Regions from separate parts of the Sus scrofa genome. Here regions 1 and 3 are each linked to region 2. The links are chromatin contacts, called in public promoter capture Hi-C maps. All regions are on one chromosome and are shown on one strand. The core of a region is the stretch at or near the end of the contact, and the rest is flanking DNA. Distances in the headings are between cores, read along the strand shown. Region 1 holds the start of MRPL35 (39S ribosomal protein L35, mitochondrial). Region 2 holds the start of RNF103 (E3 ubiquitin-protein ligase RNF103). Region 3 holds the start of REEP1 (receptor expression-enhancing protein 1).

The links. Promoter capture Hi-C pulls out the DNA fragments that hold promoters and counts their contacts.
Region 1: a promoter capture Hi-C map of liver shows a contact between it and region 2, with 4 times the contacts expected there. The contact joins the promoter of MRPL35 here to the promoter of RNF103 in region 2. A contact is called at or near these places in 2 of 5 promoter capture datasets (fetal liver and liver) and 1 of 2 datasets of contacts at active chromatin or transcription factors (alveolar macrophages).
Region 3: a promoter capture Hi-C map of fetal liver shows a contact between it and region 2, with 3 times the contacts expected there. The contact joins the promoter of REEP1 here to the promoter of RNF103 in region 2. A contact is called at or near these places in 1 of 5 promoter capture datasets (fetal liver) and 1 of 2 datasets of contacts at active chromatin or transcription factors (alveolar macrophages).

What each region holds. Positions count from the first base shown.
Region 1 is chr3:58,573,828-58,577,379 of Sscrofa11.1, reverse strand. MRPL35 (39S ribosomal protein L35, mitochondrial) reads left to right here and starts at 2,270. Exons shown (of 5, transcript XM_003124936.4): 1 at 2,270-2,400. It overlaps IMMT (MICOS complex subunit MIC60), which reads right to left and starts at 2,205. Exons shown (of 13, transcript XM_021087287.1): 1 at 2,013-2,205. The coding sequence starts at 2,057.
Region 2 is chr3:58,159,621-58,163,227 of Sscrofa11.1, reverse strand. RNF103 (E3 ubiquitin-protein ligase RNF103) reads right to left here and starts at 2,141. Exons shown (of 4, transcript XM_005662399.3): 1 at 1,455-2,141. The coding sequence starts at 1,680.
Region 3 is chr3:58,434,387-58,438,065 of Sscrofa11.1, reverse strand. REEP1 (receptor expression-enhancing protein 1) reads right to left here and starts at 1,740. Exons shown (of 12, transcript XR_002342544.1): 1 at 1,579-1,740.

The DNA.
Region 1 (3,552 bases), core at 1,021-3,520, 410 kb before region 2:
AAGATGAAGGGTAACCTGGGACCCAAGATACTACATGAGAAAAGGGAAAAGAGCGAAAAGAGTTTCACAAAATAACACATCAAACACCATGGAATGAACGAGAAGATAAGAATAAACCAATGAATTTTACAAGACAGAAATTTTAGGAAGGTAAGAAATCTTGGTTGTAGGCTAGAAATGGATTCATATTTTAGTAGTAAGTTTTGACCAGTTTTCTTCTAATTTCCTAAATGGAATCCCATTAAGTTTTTAGAAAATATTTTGATAAAGGCAAGGAAGGAAAAAGTAATTTTGGACTTTACTGCAGACAGTGACAATGTAACCTGAGGGCAAAATAATGAAGAGAGTGCCATGAAAGGAGGGCTCCAGAGACAAACTTCTACAGTCCCGCCCCAAAAGGCAGCTCTGCATCCTGCCCCCTCCTAGCCCAACTGGGGCATCACAACAGGGCCAGACTCTCATATGGCCGCCATGATCTCTGCCCCCTGCAGTTAAGCCCATGATCCGAGGTTGTATGGCAAAAGGAGTATCAGAGATATAATTCAGGTTACTAATCAGATGACCTGAATTTAATCAGAAGGGGGTGATCCAGGTGGGCCTGGCCTAATCCTATAAACCCTTTAAATCTGGGTCTGAGGGGGAGTTCCCATCGTGGCTCAGTGGAAAGAAATCTAACTAGTATCCATGAGGACGCAGGTTCGATGCCGGGCCTTGCTCAGTGGGTTAAGGATCCAGTGTTACCATGATCTGTGGTGTAGGTTGCAGATGCAGCTTGCTGCAGCTCCGAATTAAACCCACTTAAACCCCGGAGGTGTGGGGTGGGAGGGAACAAAGACTTGAGCCCTACAACCACAACAAACTACAATTCTGCCAACAAACTACAAGAGCTTGGAAGAGAACCCTTAGCTCCAAATGAGAACCACAGTGGGGACAATACCATAGCAGAGAACCCCATTCATGTCCAGAAACGGTTTTGTTTTAAGCTGCTCAATATGTGGCATTTGTTATATAGCAATAGAAAACCAACACACACCCCACTTTCCTATGGAAGAGGCTGCTTCTCTTACCCTTAAAATGAAAGGGAAATAAGAAAACTTGAAAGAAAAAATTAAGTTTGATTTTTATGATTTCTAACTCACTATGTCTAGGGATTTTGCTCAATTGCATGAGTCACAGTACCTGTTTTGCAACATCACATTTTGCCAAAATACCAATTTTCTTTAATTGTGAGCAGTGGGAATAGGTTTACCTTTTTTATTTTTAATTTTAGCAAATTACTTTGACAATCATGCAGAAATAAAAGGAACTGGGTTTCTAACCTCCTTGAATGTGTGCCAAAGTTGTCCCAGCACCTGGAGACACAGGCTAATCTCAGAAATGAGCACAAGGTCATGTCGCCTAACCTTCCTTGAGCACCAAGAGTTCGAGCTCCATAAACTACAACCTTTCATTTTTGTTCAGAGAACGAAGAGCTCAAGAGGTGTTCTCAGCTACAAAAAGAAGGGCAATCCCTCCTCCGTGATAATTACAACCTTGACCCCTAAAACGCGGACTCCAGCAGTCCAAGAACGGCCTTACTAAGATGCAATAAGACAAGGCTGTGCGTATCCTGCTGGGAAGTGTAGTTTTTCCCTGTCGACCTTCAACCACCGACTGTGCGAAACCTATCACGCGCCCAACCGGCGACCCGAGCGCCAGTAGCCTCGATTGGTCCTAGACTGGGGCAGCGCAGGGCTGATTGGATGGCACGTCCCCTAGGCCGTGCCTCCCGTCCTATGCCCGCCTCCCCGCCACCTTCTCCTCATGCCCCATCCCGCTCAGCAATAACCCTCAAGTCATCCCAGTCTGGCAAACTCCCGAATTAACTGCTTCACGGGCCCACCCGACACTCTCGCGATAAAGGCGGCCCTGAGACACGCCTTTGTCCCCGGGCCTAGGCAGAGACAAAGCCTCCCCCACTTTCAGTAGGTTGCCCGTCACCACACACTCTCTTCCGGCGCCCTGATCCTTACCTGGGCGGTGGAGGTCACGCCGGATAAATGACAGGCCCGCAGCATCTCGGCGCGGCGGACGGCGCTGCGGGTCTAAGTGAGAGCAGGGGCGGCGGCGGCGCGAGAAGGGGAGACCGTGCGCGCGCGCAAGCGTGCTTGCGTCCGTGCCGCCTGTCCGCGCCCTGCGTACCGGAAGGGCAGCCACCGCCACTGCGCATGCGCAACCTCCTGTTGCCCCTGTCCAAGCCCCTCCGAGAGGCTGGGCTCTGTCGGGACGGAAAGGGCGCTTTCTCTTTCCGGGTTGCGCTTCGGGTTCTGGTCTGTAGCGGGAAGCCCAGGGTACTAGGTGAACTGAACCGGTTGGAGGACGTCGGAAACTGGGGCTTCGGTTCCTGCGAAAACTGAGCAGGTGTGATTCTTCGGAGAATTCTAGCAGGAAAGTGGCTCAGCCTTTTCCGTCGGCTGGATATTTCGTAGAAAGGAATGGATTTGCCCAAAGTTACGTAAACGACGGTAGTGTCTCGGTTTCCGCGTTTGTTTTGTTTGACAGTCCTTCAGGGAGTCATGCTTTTGAGAGGCTGGGTGAGAGAACACTGAGGAGACCTTTGTGCAAAATTATTTGTTCATGTATCTAATAAATAGCAGAGAAGGGATAGGGACCCTGATTCTTCAGGTTCCACAGTCTCTACTCCTTCCATATTAAACCACACTGCTTTCTCCACCAAGTTTGTATTTTAAAAAGATAATTTTGGCCACAATCTGTGAGATGAAGTCAGTGCAGAAACACTGTTCAAAGCATTCCACCGATTCTGTAATCACGGAAACATATGTTAAATATTGAACACTATTCAATACTATTAGTACTAGTAATGATCTTATCACAATATCATAGAAACTAAATAACTTATCTATTGCGTGTGTAAGGTACTTCAAGTCTTAACTAGATAGTTCATTGTAGTTCTCCCTAGCGGTAGACAACGCTACTGAATCCCATTTGTAAAGAAGTGACTTTGAAAATTATCTAAGGAGTTCCCGTTGGGGCGCAGCGGAAACGAATCCAACTAGGAACCATGAGGTTGCGGGTTCAATTCCTGGCCTCAGTGGGTTCAGGATCCGGCGTTGCTGTGAGCTGCGGTGTAGATCACAGACTGGGATCTGGCGTTGGTATGGCTCTGGTAGCTACAGCTCCCATTAGACCCTTAGCCTGGGAACCTCCATATGCCACCAATGCAGCCCTAAAAGTCCAAAAAACAGAAAAATAAAATTATCTAAAATCAAATGATTACTTATGTTTGTATAGGTTTACTGCTTTTCCGAATAATTTTGTAATTACATTATACTTGATATTTCACATTGCCATCACTTAGCCTCAAGAGCAGTCGCCCACTTTTTTTTTTTTTTAGTAATTTTAACAATTAAACGGCAGCCCTGCCAGCCCATCCCTGCCCACTGCTCTCATGCTAGCTGACGCCAGTGTGATGACTTTTCTAACACCTTGGCCATAAACCTCTCAATGTCAATGAACATCTCCTCCAGCCATGTATGGCACAGCGTTGGGCCT
Region 2 (3,607 bases), core at 892-3,391:
CTAAACCTAGAGTTTATTTATTAGGGATCTTCTACTTGACTCTATTCCTCCTACCTCCCCATCCCAGCCATGGTGGAAATAAGTCACTGTTTAGTCAGTAAACAAGAGGCAAGAATAATACACAATTTTTTCATTTTCTCTAAGGGAAACTGTATCACTTTTACAGGGAGTGTTGCCTTCTCTATCCCAGTAGTGATCTTAACCTACAAATATCTGAGTGCTAAAGTCCTCAGGAGTTAGTATTCTTATCTATCATACTACTTGGCTATAGGACACTAAATAAGGGAAAAAACTGTCTTGTAAAAAACACAGCTGACAGATATACTTGAAACAACAAAAAAAGATAACTATCAGTTTCAATTGCTGGGTTCCTACAGCAACCCAGAATGCCTTTCTCAAATTACAGTACCTTCCTCTTCCAGGAAGTATATCTAAACAAAGTTATACTCTGTCCAGGGATGAAAAAAATTGGGCATATTTCTCACCCAATCCTACACCAAAATCAAGTTACTGAAAATGCATTCAAGATGTTGTTTCTCTTAGCTCTATTTCAATTCTATTTCTCCACTCATTTAAGTTGATGTGGCAGTGCCTGTGACACAGAAGGGAAAAAAGTTTACTTTCAAGATACAAGGATTTTTTTAAAAATCCAGACAAAAATATAAATAAGCTCTTTCAAAACAAACAAAACAAGGTAGGCATTCACAAAAAATATTCACCTTATTTTCTCCAAATTAGCTCTCCAAGTATGAAAAGATAATACCGTACGGTGTACCCTTTCTCTATATTTAAACTCATTTAAAAAATTTAAATCTCAGAAAATTTTTTTTTCTATTTCTTTAATTTTGCATTGATAATGAGCTATGGATTTTCATCAAACTTACTGTGACAAACATTTCATGCCACCAAGTCATTAGGCAATACACCTTAAACTTGTACAGTGCTGTACATCAATTATATCTCAATAAAACTGGAAAAAAGAAATAAAAATTAAATCTTAGGCCTAAATGCCTCTTTGATATTAAATATTCCAATGATGATTTTCCCTTTGGGTAACTTGCTATTACTATGGTGACCAATGCTGCTATCTACAGACAACGTTTGAAGGTTTTGCCTTTCCTTTATATTTATGAATTTCGAGCGACAAATAATGCTTTCCAGTTTGTAATCGACATTTCGGAATTTTGAGAAAATCACTCAACTTAGTAAACAATGCTAAGAAGCTGCACTTTAAACTGTTGTTTTAAAATAACCTTAAAAAGAAACACCAACACCCCTACAACGTAATTGTAGCCTCCTTCTCAAAACTGCGATTTATATTTTTGGGGTAGAAATCCTGGACAAAGAAAATCTGGTCGGCTCTGGAAGTGGTCTGCACAACCCTTCCAGGTACGGCCTCATTCTTGGGGACTACCAGGTACCAGGAAGGGGACCCTCGGGGGGCCGATACTCGCCTGACTTTTCCACCAGTTCCCGGACGTCCTTCTTCTCGGGCAACCCCGAGTATCCCAATCCCCGGCACTCCAGAATGGTCTTCAGCTTCTTGAAGCTCAGTGCCACCGGATCCACCAGCTGGGTGGCAAAGATGCCAGTTTCATACCACACAATGGCTTCAAAAAACCTGGCCAGGACGAAAAGGACCAAAAAATAGAGGAGCAGGAAAAAAAGCTTCAGCCACATCTTTCCCTGCTTTCTCTCTTTGCAGAGAGCTCAGAAATCGAAGAGAAGAGTAGAGAGGGGAGTGTGTATTTACAGCAGCCTGGGCGAGGGCCCCCGGTCGGCGTGTGGTCCGGCGCCCGCCGCCGTCACTGTGGGGCCATGCCCGGCGGGAGGCAGGTGGATCGGCGATTCGTGCGGGGGAGAGGAAAGGACGAGGAGGGGCAGAGACGCAGAGCCTCCCTCGGGGCCTTCCAATCAAGAGGAGAGAAAAATAAATGGAAAAAAATTAAAAAAAAAAAAAAAAAAAAGCCCATGAATTAAACACCGAAAGGACAGAGGTGCAGGGAGAGCCCGCGGGGAAGAACCAGCTTGAGGGCCGTTTCCCTCGGCGCGGGGCGCTAACCGAGGTGGCGGGGTCCGCCTTTCAGCACCGTAATCTCAAGAGGATTAGGGGAAAAGCCAAAAAAAAAAAAAAAAAAAAAAAAAACCCACCACCAGACCCACAAAAGAAGCGGAGGCCGGGCAGCAGGCCGGGGCCGGCGGGGCAGCGGGCCCGGGAGGCGGTTGGGTCTAGCCAGGCCAAGGCCGGGCTCCCGCGGCGGCGGTCAGGAGGGCGCGGCACTCGGCCAGGGCAGGCCCGGGGCCCAGCGCGGGGAGGAGCGGCCGCTGCAGCGCCGCGCCCAGCGCCCAGGCCCCAGGCCCCGCCGGCCGCCCAGGCTCCGCGAGAAGCGCGGTGGGCACGGCGGCGGCGATGGCTCCAGGCTCGCTCCGGCCGGCGGGCGGCGCCTTTCAGGCGGGCGGGCACTGGGGCCCGGCCCGGGAGGGGGCGTCACAGTCTGCAGAGGGAAATGGTGCGCGCGGGGCGATGTCCCGGAGGAAAAAAAGCAAAAAATAGGCCCGAGACTGCTCCCTGGGGCGGCTATCCGGCTGCCTCCCGATCACGCAGCGTTCGCTCCGCTAAAGCTGGGCGGCGCGGACCTCCGCAGCCGTCCCCGACGCCCCCGCCCCCTCGTGAGGCCGCGGCCGTCGCCTCCGGAGCAGAGAACCTGCGGCGGCCGCGGCCTGAGCCGAGACATAACAAGTGACGTAGGCTGAGGGGCGGGGCATGGGGAGAGGCCGGGGCGGGGCCATGAGGGCGCCCACGGGTGGGTGGGGGGAGGAGTCCAGGCGAAGAGTTTCGCCAAGACTGGGGCTTGGAAAGCTGTACAGAGCTGCAATCTTGACGCGACTCCTAAAGGCTCCAGTGGCTTACCCTCTCCCTTTCCTTTTGCCCTGCAGATGTTTGGTAATTGGTTTTGTCTGAGGATTGGACTTTGGATAGTGTCGCTTTGTGTATATTTTGTAAAAATTGGTCAGTTAATTATCCTCTTAAAATGGGTAAAAACAGAGTACGTTTATGCTAGGTCCTGGTGAACTGGGGAAATTTTGGCACCATTGCGTTTGAGGGATAGGAGGTAAAACACAGAAAACAATGATTTTCTGTCGCTAGGTGAGAATGTAGTAATTTGTGCCTGTGTGTGTTGGAGGAGACATTGCCAAAAGGAAAGGTAGAACTAGGCTCAGTGGTCCCTGCCCCTAACAGCTTCCCCTCTCCTTCCCCCCCCCCCCCGCCCCAGCTGTTTCAGTCTCAGGGGTGTTACAAGCCAGATATTGCAGCACAGGGTTCCCAGGACAAAGGTTGCTGAATGTGGATATGTCCCAATGCAAAGTTTAATTGCGTTTTCTTTGGTTACCCATCCTGAGTGTGGAGCGGCCAGCAAGAGGAACATAAAAATGAGTAAAATGGACGGGCACGCAGTACTCGGCTCTGTATTTTTTCAACGTCAGTAGAGCATACTCCTGTTAATCTCTGTGCCAGTCTGGAGGGAGAAGGGGGCCACATGCACAAAATAAACAAGGCTAGCTTCTAGCAGCCCCCTTGATGACGAGGAAAAAGACTCAGAAATTA
Region 3 (3,679 bases), core at 491-2,990, 280 kb before region 2:
CCAGCAGGACCTATAAAGAGTGAGCCTTCCAGACTGGTCAACTCAACGCTCTGGTCCCACCCTGAGCAGTGCCTGACCCCACCCCAGAAGCCACCTGCATGTATGAAGATCACAGCACTACTTCAGGAGGAAAAAAAAAAAAAAAATACCACCCTGAAGGCAAGACGAGCCTTGGTCGGGCATGAGGTGGGGCAAGGCGTGCCAGCCGCTTCCCTGGGTAATTCAAGCCAGCTCTGCCCGCAGAAATCTTCTAAATATTTAACATGCCACCTCTAGGTACAGCACAACACCCCCCACCACCACTCAGCAGGCAGCAACAGCTGTGGAGAGGCCCTCCTGGAATGAATGACTTGGGGGCTGAGAGGCACACACACTGTCTTTGAGAGGAAAAGTCCAGAACGGTGACCAGGAGACAATGCTGAGAATGACTTCAGAAGCCCTGCCTCTGACTGCTTCTTTGAAAATCAGGACAGAAGGGTAGGAGATGGAAGACGTTCCACAACGTGGGCAGTGATGCTGCACAATCAAGCAGAGTCGGGAGCCCCTCTTTCTTAGACAAAGAAAAAGCCCCAGTCGCACTCCCTGGCCCCTCTCCCCTGATCAGTTTCAGCCCGTCTCCCCTAGCAGGTGGCAAATCTGTCCCCACTCAGGCGAGAATGGCTTGGGAAGGAGAGGCACTGTAAGAGATGGCCCTGTCTCCCTCCAAAGGAGAACAAATCCAGGAGGGGAGGAGCTCTGCAAAGGTCTACTCAGCTCTGGGGCTTGGACAGAGCAAAACGCCCCCCACGCCCACCCGCAATGACTTCACACAGGCCTCGCCCCGGATGACTCTGCGCTCTCCCGCAACGCCTGGGAGATGTCATCCCCACGGTCAGGGTGGCCGTCTGTCACTCGGAAATTTCCCGTGAATTCCTGGAGATGCCTGTCCCTCTCTCTCCTTCAATCCCCATCCCCGTCAAAGGACTTAGATAAGGGGACGCGAGGCAGCTACCCCAAGATTCGCACATGTCCTCCTCCGCCCCTCTCGCCTTGCCGCTGTCAATTTAAGAAACCTAAAAAGGAGTATTTTTTTCGCCCCCTTAGGAGCCCCGCCTCCGGCTCTCCGCCCTTCTCGGCGCCGACCCCTCTAGGCAGAGCCCCAGGCTCTTCTGGGCTCCGTCGTTTTCACCTGACAAAAGCGCGGTGGCGGGGCGCGGCGACGGGCGACCCCAAACCAACATTTCCCCCCAAGGAGAGGGACGCTGGTCCCCGCGGCTCGCCCACTCGGGCCCTCGCGGCCGAGCGCACCCAGCGGGGGAACAAAGCGGCCCCCGGCGGAGCCCCGTGCGCCCCAGCCCTCGCTGCCTCCGCCCGCCGGTCCCCCGCTCCCGGGCCGGGCCCCGCAAGGCAGCAGCCGCGTCCTGCGCCGCCCGCTCGCCGGCGCCCTCGGCAGCTACTGTACCTGCTAAATTTAGCGGCCGCCGGGTATTAATAGCCGGAGCCACCAGGGCCGGCGCTGCAGGGGCGCGCGCAGCCCCGGGGGCCGGGGGCGGAGAAGGGGGTAAGGAAGGAAGGGACGCGGGGAAGAAGGCCACTTACACCACCAGCCTGGAGATGATCCATGCCACCATGGCGGGGGGCGAGCGGGCGGGCGCGGCCGGGCTCGGCTGCGGGCGGCTGCGGCGCTTCGGGCACGTCCGTCAGCGCACGGCCGCCGCCGCCAGACTGAACGCGCCCGCCGCCCTGCCCGGCGCTCGCGCGTCGGCGCAGCCGCGGCACGTTCCGGCGGCAGCGGCGGCGGCGGCCCCAGCCCCCCGGGGCACCGCGGGCCGGCGGCGATTGGGCAGCGAGCAGGTTGGGCACCGGCCGGCCCCGCCCCGCCCCGCTGGCCCCAGGCCCCCAGCTAAATTGGGGTGGTTCCTCTGCGCCCCCCGGCACATCCGCCGCTCACAGGGGACCCTGAGGTGGCCCAATTGGCAGGGCAGAGACCCGGGGGCTGCCCCATCCTCTGTGTTCCAGCGGGGAAACTGAGGACTGGCCCTTAGGAATTTGTCTCCACCTGTTCTGATGGGCATAGTCCCTCGCTGGATTCTGCACTAGCCTCATAAGGGATTTCTTGTATCCAGATCTGACCCCTCCAGAACTAACCCACAAGGCATTATCTGCATAAGAAACAAATCTGGGCCCGCGTCTCCCCTAGTTAAAATTCTGAAGGTCCCTACGTGACCTGATCCCTGCCTACACACAAGCTCTTTGCCACCTCCACGCCCCAAATATCCCTCTAGCCCTTTTCACTTTAAGCATTTGGGGCTTAGACAAGTGTCCCCTCTCCACTGTTCATACACTGTATTCCTAGCCTCCTTCTTCGAGGCTCAGATTTATTAACTAAGGAGAGCCCTTCCTAGAGGACTCCTCCAGCTTTTCTGTTTGGAAGTGTCTCAGGGGCATGATTTGGCCGGAAGGAAGCTAGAAGCTATAATTGTATAACGCTGGGGCCATTTTGGAGCCTTAGGCAAAAGGGGAAATGCGCACCTTCTACGTGGGTTTTTTTTTAAATTGCATTAAATATGATTTATCTTGATTACTGCATTTGTGGCACGCCCTTCAGTTTCACCACTGAGGAGAGTGCCTCACCCTCCTCACCCTAGCCCTGGCCTTTATTACATAAGGGCTGCCTGATATGTTGTTCCCTTGTTCTTGAAAAATCTTTTTCCACTCCTTCTGGCCTCAGCTGCCTCCTTCCTCACTGCCACCATGATGCCCTCTTAGAGCGCTATCCTCCTTTGCTGATGCTTATGTATAATTCAGTGTCAGATGCAAGAAGCACAGGAAAGAGCTAGCATGAAGCCTCCTTTAAAGAAACCCTGGCCAAGACAGCTAGCTTCCTGGGAGAGGCAAGGAGACCTCAGACCTTGCAGAAAGAGGCCGAGACTATATCTTCAGAGGAAGTAGAGAGATAGTTTGTGATACAAGTGGAAGAAAGACCTTGCCCACAATAAGGACACTGCAGTTGAGACATAACCTATGAGTGGTCTCCAAAGAACCTATAAAATCCCTGTAATTCAGTTTTGTTTCTCTCTCTTTTTTTTTAATGCTGTCTTGACCAGTTTTGAGGCCCAGGCTAGGGAGCAGTCAGTTCCCCTTCGTACACAGCCCCTTAAGTTCACACCCCACCAACTGCCTTATCAGGAGCTCACACAGGCCACCATATACCCAGCTTATCACCCCAGGGCCAGTTATCAGACAGCTGGGGACAGCTCCTCTGCCCTCAAGCCCACTAAATTACTCAAATTAGCCAATCCTGAACCTGCCTATCCTCCCTTGCTTTTTCCTTCCCCTAAACTGTAGTTCCCCTCTGCCCCTTTGCCTTGTTTACCCCTGTGTTGACAGTGTTTACCAGGCATGCTGTGTTTACTTGGCTTGTTTACCACCCAGGGAGCTGTGATTGTAGCAGAACTGTAACACTTGCTGCTTTCTTTCTCTTGATCTGTTGTTCAGCCTCACCATAACTTCCTCAAGGTAAGATGGTTAAAATGATACCCCACAGACAGAACCTTGGGATACCTAGGCAGATCTGGACAGTACCAAGCAAATAGGATGCTTCTAAGACCTCCCCCACCCCCAGGTCCAAAATGCTGTTAGTGATGGTGGGAGGGAAGCAAGGCGAGGTGGCGGGGGTGCGGGGGGGGTTTTCAAAGAA